Regions from separate parts of the Mus musculus genome. Here region 2 is linked to region 1. The links are chromatin contacts, called in public Hi-C maps. All regions are on one chromosome and are shown on one strand. Each heading gives the region's core, a stretch centred on a gene start, on an enhancer-like site or on the middle of the called end of the contact. The rest is flanking DNA. Distances are from core to core; before and after follow the strand shown.

Evidence for each region. A called contact is a pair of places that touch in the nucleus more often than the background predicts.
Region 2: a Hi-C map of uterus shows a contact between it and region 1, with 2.4 times the contacts expected there. The contact joins two enhancer-like sites. A contact is called at or near these places in 1 of 39 promoter capture datasets (stem cell-derived epiblast-like cells) and 3 of 484 Hi-C or Micro-C datasets (liver, nephron progenitors and uterus).

Annotation. Positions count from the first base shown.
Region 1 is chr4:98,562,823-98,567,405 of GRCm38.p6, forward strand. The region is part of intron 27 of Patj (PATJ, crumbs cell polarity complex component); the gene reads left to right. Among named protein-coding and RNA genes, the nearest start is that of Gm40210, 14 kb to the right of the region's middle. Within about 2 kb of position 2,154, at least 51 of the 459 cell types and tissues checked have an H3K27ac peak or open chromatin away from gene starts, as enhancers often do. A contact at or near this core is called in uterus, where this site is marked.
Region 2 is chr4:98,897,619-98,902,316 of GRCm38.p6, forward strand. No RefSeq gene overlaps it. Among named protein-coding and RNA genes, the nearest start is that of Usp1, 24 kb to the right of the region's middle. Within about 2 kb of position 3,098, at least 9 of the 459 cell types and tissues checked have an H3K27ac peak or open chromatin away from gene starts, as enhancers often do. A contact at or near this core is called in uterus, where this site is marked.

The DNA of each region.
Region 1 (4,583 bases), core at 904-3,403:
CTGGGTCCAGTGACCTGCCTGAGGGGCTGAGTAGCAGGACTCTCTTCTGCAGTTTTATCAGCAGCTCCTAGTGCACTTCTCTTGGGCCAACTGCTGTGTTTGGGGTGTTGCGTGCTGAGCGCTGGCAGTGACTACACTGACCAGTCCCCAGGTGGACAGGCTGGGTGAGCGCTGCTGCAGCTCCTTAAAGAGGACGTAAGGGTCCTGAGCTTAAGGCCTGCCTGTGTCACACAGCAGGACCTATCTCAAAGAGAAAGCTAGAATGAATAAGAAAAGTGTGGAGGGAGCTTCGGAACTGCCACTGATCCCCCATCATCTAAGGGCAAGCAGAACAGACTGGACCCCATGGGTGCAGGAGACCCAACCGAGCTCTGGCTGAATTGTCTCAGCTGCCTGTCAATCATACCATCCGTGTGGGAAGGACTCAGGGGCAGAGCGAGTGGTGAGGTCGCCTTCATGTGAGGAGCTATTGTGAGGAGGTAGGATTTCTAAACATAGCACCTCAGACTGAGGGACAGACCTAAAGTCTCTCTTAAAAACAGCATTAGGGGAATGTAAGATGAGCTAGTAGAGAGCAATTTATTTTAAGTTTTGGATATGCCAACTTCATGGCCTTTTATAAGGCCTTTCCTCTAAAGTCTTCTTTCTCTGTAAAACAGAATTCAGTTACACGGTTTGTTTCATCTTTCCCAGGGATGGGGAAAATACAGAAATTAGTATATCAAAGAAGTAGAATCGTCTTCTTTTATCCTCTTCAAGCTGTGAATCTAAAAATAAGTTGTAGGATAACAAATGCAGGGGCTGAAATGTTAGTCGAGTGTCCTGAGCTGGCATTTGGCCATGCTGCTGTTGCTAAGTATAAGCTTTATTCTGGAGAGATGCCAGGGCCTAGGACGTGCGAAGCACACTCTGCCACTGAACTTCACCCCCACCACCACCACCACATCCCTAACAGTAATACATTTTGAATATAAATCTAAAGATGGAATGGTGCCACTTTTAAGTGAAAGAGGCATTCTTTGGAACAACACTGTGACTTTAGATCTGAAATAGGCTTTCTGTCCTTTGGGAGTGGTGTTGGGATGGTTGCAGAGCAGTTGAAGAGCCATAGGGCAGCCTGTGCGTGTGCCTTTCAGTCGGTGTAGCCTGAGCTTAGCACACCAAAGCACTGGCAGCAGTGGGCTGAATGAACAAGAACTCAATTAGAGCTGGGCGACAACCTCATCAGCTACCGGCTGCTCACCCTTGGCAAGGGACTTAAGACTTGAGCCTTCTTTCTAAAGTCTGGAACACGGAGATGATAGATCATTCTTTCCAGAGGAGAAGAAAGTGGAGTGGAAGATTCACCAGCACCTCTGCAACTTGCCAGGCGCCCCACAAACTGTCAGTAAACCCTCAAGTGATGCAAGATGCTCCACTCTGTCTATAAAAGTGAAAAGTCCAGGGCGTGACTGGATGTTACATCTGTTAGTTCGTCTGTTAGCATTAAGTAAGTTAGCACTGGAGCAAGCTTGATGCAGAGTCATTGAAGTGGCCCAGGGCTCCAGCACTGTGTACCAACTAGTCTTATCTTCAGTTGACTGCAGCTGTGGACACTATTCATCTTCCTGTTCACTCACTAAATAGGTGGTGGAGACTAGGGTGTGGCTCCAGTATTGGGTATTATCACATATGTAAGGCTCTGAGCTTGACTCCTGGGGAGGAGGCACTAAATAAATAAATAAATAAATAGTTTCCGCCCCTAGGTTTTTTTTTTCTTGAAGCTTTTATTTCTCAGAGTTATAACTAGTCATGTGTGTATATGTGACAGATTTCATGGGATGAGTTCCTTTGGTTTTACAACTTTACTGCGAAGTGGATTCCATTCATATTTGTTCATTGACTCAGTGAGTGTGTAACTGTGGCAATTGAAAACTCAGGCCGGGAAAATTAACCTTCTAGTCTCACGAAGTAAGATTAACAAATCTACATTTTAGACCCTACCTGATTAATATGAGAATCAGGTTTTGAGGTGCATTAGGTTAACAGTAGGGCTTTGGATGCGTATGTTTGAAAAACACGAGAGACTTTTGACCACTTTTGGTGATGTTTGGCTATCCTGTCTTCAAGTTTGCTGGTACACTGCCCAGGCGCTGCAGTCCTGAGAGCTTTTTCACCATCCCTAGCTGGAGCGACTTGAACGCCAGTTTTCAAGCTGCCTCTGTGCTTTGCATCCACAGGCAGCACTGGTTGAGCAGTGCTCCCTTGCGCCTCGAGCTGTGCTTGGTACCCTCGCTGGCAGTAACTAAGAGAAGCAACCTGAAAGGTAGAGGATGGTGTCGGCCTCTTCCTTGGGAATCCCAGTGGAGACTGAGTACTTTTTGGTTTTTGTTTCTTCTTAATGTCATCAGGAGAAAAGCATTACTTACTTTCAAATGGCAGTTTCCCTCATGGCAGAGGAAATTAAGAAGAAAAGAACAGCTTTGTCATCAATTCAAAATTCATTTCAGACATCATTAACTAAGCATTGAAAACAAGAGCATGGTTCTCTCTTCCTTCCCTGTGCATTATCTGGACACCTGTATTTGAGGTTATTTTAGGGAACATGTGCTCTTAAGGAGACCTTACTTTGACAGATAGGTTTGGCATGTAAAAAAGATCCACAAACTCGAGACACAGTGACTCAGCAGGCATTTAAACTTAATTCTGTTTACCACCTCAGCTCTAAGAGTCCATTCAATGTTCATTCAGAGTGCCTGGGCATCACACAGTTAGTTCTCTCCGTTGGAGACCATAGAGGTTTACCAAAGGAGAGTCTTTGTCATGACTGACTTACACAGCTAAACAGTTGAATCCACTTTGATCAATTTCATCTTGAATCTTTCAGAACGACCAGGTGAGTTTATTGTTGTTGTTGCTGCTGCTGCTGTTGTAAAATAGCATAGTAGCATGATTTTATGTTGATTCCCTCACTGTACATTTCTGTATGTTTCATAAAGAGCCAGCATATAAAGCATATGGAATTTGAATGCACATGTGGGTTCTATAAGAGAGCAGGCTGAGCAAGCCAGTAAGCAACACCCCTTCATGGCTTCTGCATCAATTGCTGCCTCCAGGTTCTAGCCCTGTTTAAGTTCCTGTCCTTGCTGTTATATGGAACTGTGAATGAAATAAGCCCTTTGTTCTCAGGTTGCTTTTGGTCATGGTGTTTCATCACAGCAATGGTAACCCTGAGACAGCACCTATGTCACATTGGGCAGCTGCATATAGCAAGACTGAGGGTTGTTTGGAGTGGCCGTGACTACCAGCACTACAACCCCTGTGTGTGTTTTCACCTCTGTGGAGGCTATTGATAGTTTTCATGCCTGGCTGGGTGTTAGTGTGTTTTCTTTTGATAACCTCATTTATTTAATGTCTCATTTGCTATTTTAATAGAGCATTTATTTGGGGGATGTAGGAGGGATAGAACCCAAGGTCTCACATAATGGGCTCCACTTCTGGTCTACAACCCCTGCCCTAAATATTCCATTTAATTTGCTATTGTGAACTTTTTGAAGCATTTTTTAGCATTTCCTCATATACCTGAGGTTTTTGAGTTTATATGTTGGAGTTAGATGTCTTTTTGTACTTTACTTGTAAAACTTTCATTTATTAATTCCAAAGAATTAGTAAGTGAAGCATCTCTCTTTGTTATATTCTTCTACCTATAGATATAACGTAAGAAAGTATCCTCTTTTATCAACTATTTTATCTTTAATCTTAAAAAATGCATACCTATCCCTCTCTATTAGCATCACTTTGAACTTTATCCTTTAGGCTCCTGCCATGGTGATTTTTAACTGTCTTCAGAATATGCTCTTAGCTTGAATCATATTAAATTGTTCCATGGTGGCCAGGAAGCAAAGAGGGTTTGCTTTCATAACAAAACCCTTTCCTCCAATTCCCTTAAGCTATGAATCCATAATGGAGTATTTCACTGATTCAGTGAGAACCATTTTGATCCAGTCAGGTCCCACACCCTTGCTCAGCCCCATTAAAAAACCAAGTCCTCATGCAGACGCTGTGGGGACATTTCAGATCTAAGCCACAAATTGGCGATTACATAACAGGTTTCCTAAGGGCACAATCTTCATTTCTTGCTGAATATCTGTCTGCCAGGGGAGGGAAAAGTGAGGATTGTGCCAGGCGTAAGTGTTGCACCCCAGTCACCCTGTCATTTGGGAGATCGGACCCGAGGGTCAGAAGTTCAGGATCATCTTCAGCCACATACTGAGTATGAAGCCAGCATGGGCTACATGACATACTGCCTCAAGCAGCGGCAAAATTGTCATACCAGCCTGGAAAGTGATGTGGCATCTGGATGGCGGTGTGTGAGGGGGCGCTCAGTAGGTAAAGTTGTGGAGGCATGAGGACCAGAGTTGGGAGCTCCAGCCCAGAATTAGGTCTGAAACTCCAGCACTGGGTCAGAGACAAGTGGAGCCCTGAGGTCATTGCCCAGTCAGCCTCATCCATCGGTTCAGTTAGCTATCGCTTCAGTCCTGAAATTGGACACACATATATATTATACGTTTTGGGGTTTTTGTTTATTCGTGTTTTCTTCTTTT
Region 2 (4,698 bases), core at 1,848-4,347, 340 kb after region 1:
TTCTGCGTCGAACTGCATAAGTGACAAAGGAAAGCTCATGCCATCAAAAGCCTCTGCATAAACTGAAGAAGGATACTCAAGTGAGCTGCAGCTATGATAGAAGAAACTGAAGTGGAGACAACTCCGAGTCTGTCTTCCATGGATAGCAACTCTGGGTTCACCCTTGAACAGTTCCTGGAGCTAACCCAGCACTTCGAGACAGACCCCGGCCATAACGAGGAGACTCTGGAGGCCTTGGCTGACTCACTCACAATGACCAAAGAAGACATTAGGCCTTGGTTCCCATATGGAAGGGGTGAGACGGAGCTCCAGCGGTTGTCTGAGGCCCACACATCTGAGCTGGAGGCAAGGGAACATACCAGTTGTCAGAAGCTCTGGGTCAGACTTTGGCCTAGGAATTAGTTTAATGTACAGACAGGAAAAGCGTTGGGAAAAGTACACTGTACCCATTGGGTTCTACAAAAGCAGGACCCCAAGGACTTCGCCCAAAATGACCCTGGACTCCCGGAGCTTTGGAAGCCTTGAAGAGTCTCACACTCTCTTCTCGGTACCAAAGCAAAGATGACATGACACGGGATTTCTGACTCCTTAGCATAGCTAGCATATACTCTTTTTGTTAATGTTTTTTCAACTTCCTTGTTGGGACAGGAGGCTGTTGGGTCTTATGTCTATCGATGGTACATTAATAATAAACCAAGCTATTCCGGGGGGTGGGGGTGGGGAAGCCTCTGTATAGTGAACAAAATCAAGTAAAGATGCAGCCCACAGAATGGGACGAAATCATTTCTACTGAGAGGGGATTAACATCTTGAGTATACAAAGAACTCAGAAAACTAAACAAAAATCAAAATAAATGGGCTAATATAATAGAGGGTTCTCAAATAATGGATCAGAAACAGCCAATACACACATGAAAACACAGTCAACTCCACTAGCAACCAAGAAATATAAACAGCAGACATTAAGAAAATAAGACCAAATGCTGGCAAGGATGTGGACAAAAGCGAAGTCATAGATGACACTAGGGGGAATATAAATTCTTCTAGGCACTACGGAAATCAGTATGGAGGATTCTCAAAAGCTAAAATCAGCTCTACCATATGAACCAGCTATACCACTCCTTTGTTTACCCAAAGGACTTCAGACCAACATATCACAGAGACAATTCCATATCAATGTTTATTGAGGAGCAATTCATAATAGATAATTTATGGAACCAATCTAGCAGTTCTATAATAGGGGAGTGGGTAGTAGGTATATACGCATAATAGATTTTTTTTAGCTACAAAGAGAAATGAAATCATGTTGTTTGCAGAATAATTGATGCAACTGGAGATACTCCTTCTTAGATTTTTGTATAGATACATGAAATCACCTATGACTGGGCAAAATGGAACAAAAGATCGGGGAGTGCGTGGGGGAGAGGAATAAGCCCAACATACAAAGCATATTTAGATGAAACTCTCCATATGTGACATAGTTCCATTTATAATGAATGTAAACAATGAAAATTTATGAACACACATCAGCAACAGTAACAACAGAGAAGAGACCTTGATATTTATACACAAAGAACTCAACAGCTCTCTGCTAGAGCTGAGTACAGTGAGAAATGACCATGTAAAGATGCTGTAATGGACCCCATTCTCAGTGAGGCCTTCTTTTGCTGGAATATTATTTTCTTCAGAGAATAGCTTTTTTATTATTATTATTATTAATCTGACGACCTCCAGATTTGCAACAGTGAGTCCAGAAAGCAGTGGCCCACCAAAGCTGAAAATGTAGTCAAAGGAAGGATAGACAAGAAAGGCTCACAAGGAGATTGAACTGGCTATTTAAATGGAGACAGAGTCTTCAAGGGTAACTGAGGAGAGAGAACTGGAAGAAAAGAAGCCAAGAAACAATTCTGAGCAAAGGCGTCTATACAGAGAGACCCTGAGGATTTGAGAAATTAGCATAACCCAAATAATTTGGTCTGTTTGAAGAGTAGCCCTGGAAGAGAGATATAATTTTTATTGACGCCAACCTGAGAGAATATAAACTCACCTGGGAGAATGGTTTCTGGGCGTGCCTATGGAGATTTTCTTGGAAGACCACTCTGGGTGGAAACATTCTCTGAGCTGTATTAATTAATTAATTAATTAATTAATTAATTAATTTGGTTTTACTGAGACAGGGTTTCTCTGTGTAGCCCTGGCTGTCCTGGAACTCACTCTGTAGACCAGGCTGGCCTTGAACTCAGAAATCCACCTGCCTCTGCCTCCCAAGTGCTGGGATTAAAGGTGTGTGCCACCACGCCCAGCTGAGTTGTATATAAAAAGGAGAAAATAAACCAAAGGTCAGCTTAAATTGTCCCTCTCTGTTTCCCAAATACGGATGCAATGTGACCAACTGCTTCAAGCTCCCGCTTCCTTGACTCCCCTGCCATGCAGGATGTACTTGCACCATGAGCTAAAAAAAATACCTTTTCTCCTTCACTTTGCTTTAGTCCATATTTTGTAATAGCCACAGACAAAGAAACGAAGACAGGGGGAGTGTAGTTCACTGGACCGAGTACATGGGACTAAGCCTGGGACTTGAGCCCGTGGCCATACAGAGGGGGGGGGACAGGACAGGGTACAAATGTGCGTTTGGAAAGACGACTCCTGTGGCAGTGGAGAGGAAGGATCAGAGTGGGAATACTGAGATGGGGAAAGTCAAGTGAAGACTAGGCAAATGCTGGGAAGACAGGACCCAAAGACTTCTGTGATGCCTGCTTTGTGATGTAGACGTTATCTTGCTAGATATCAAGAATGACTGAACAAAGCCATCCCTGCAAAGGTACAGGACAAGGAAAGGCTTTGGCCTTGGCTTAGGAGAATTTAGGATATTTAAAAATATGATAGTTTTATTGATTATTTGAGAATTTAAAACATATATGCAATGTATTTTAATCACACACACCCACTTCTCCCCTAACTCCTTGCAGATGCTCTGTGTCTTTTTTAAAAGAATAACCTACTGAATGCAATTCATGCTGCCCCGACATTTCATGAGTATGGAGCCACCCGTGGGGTGTGGTTACTCAACCAGGAATGCACACGGTTACCACAGTGCATAGACATCCACCCGTTATGAATAAGCTTTGAAAATGTCTGAAACTCCTTTTGCTTTATCATATTTTCTCCCTTCTGTGGTATCCTAGTTTTGCAAGCAAACTGGAGCTAAGTTTGTGATGCCTAAACGTTTCGGTATGTTTGTTTAAAATGACCCATGAAAGATCGTAATCACTCTCTAGGAGGGAGGAGTGCTTAGAGACAGTGCTCTGTGCTCCTTCCTGTCCAGTGATCTCAAACTCACATAGAAGACTAAAATACTAAAGTGTCAAATCTGAACCAAGGCTATGATTTTTTATTATGGCCTGGGTCTGCTTTACCTCTATGAGAGCATTTTGACTATGCAGATGTATTATTTCTCAACACTTTATGGTCTCTCTCTTGCAATTGTTAAAATGCTGACCAGAAATAAAACACCACCCAGAAGATTTTAGTACTTTGTGTGAAGCCTGGCTTATTTCAACAGTTTATGGTTCCCTGACATGGAGTTATTTTGTTTAAAAGATGCAAAGCTAGAAAGAACACCAATGCTGTTGACCAAACCCCAAGGTCCTTTGCATCACTCCTGGTGACTTCCATGAAGAACAGCCTTCTGTGTCCTCTGCTTATAGATCTGCCAGGTCGATTTGTAAGTGAGAAAGGCTTAAGAAATGACATTTAAAGTTAGAGGGGAATGCAATAAGAGTGGCTCCATTAGTAATAAGGTGGCTGGGACCCTCCGCTCTATCCAAACAGAAATAGTATGTAGGCCAAAATTTCTTTTAACAAAGATCTTGTAAAGTGCTCAGTTTGGTCTCTGTTGGGCCCTGTCTTAGGGTTTCTATTGATGTCATGTCCACAGTAACTCTTTAAAACAAACTAACAAACAAACAAACAACTTTTTATTGATTCTTTGTAAATTTCCCATCATGCACTCCAACTTCACTCCCCAACCCTTCTTATCTGCCTTTCACCCTTGTAACTTCCCTCCCAAAAGAAAAGAAAAAGTTAAGAGAAGTAAAACAAAAACAAAATAATCTCACTGTGGAAGCTGAGGTGTGTCATGGTGTGTCACACAGTATACCCTTTTGCTCAAATAGATTTACTTGCAAATGCTCATTGGTCTGGTTGGAGGCCTCTGGTTTCAGCTACACTATCAGTACTGGACAATCATGGAGTCTCCTCTTGGATGTCCTGTTGTTGCCTTGTGTCATGAAGATACTGCAGTGTTGGTTCTGTAGGACTGGTACCTCTACACACTCTAGAGGTCCACAGATGGGGTAAATGTTGGGATGGGCCAGCTCAAAGCCCTGGATCTGGCCCTGCATGGTAGCTAAGTTGCTCAGCCTACCAGCTCTCCTGTGCCTGCCACTGTGGTGCCAGGGACAGCTCTTCAGCTTTGCCCAGTTGAGGGGAGGGGCCAGCTCTCCCACACCCACACCACCAGAGCCAGGACTCCAGCACTCCCTCAGCAAGGGACAGGCAGATCCTGTTCACCCAAGTGCCACAGCCACAACTGGCAAGGGACAGAGCCATCCCTCCTGCTCTCATGCCCTCAGGCTGACTGTCCCATACTCAATTCCACACCCACATTACCAGGGCCAACTCTACCACACTGCCCAGG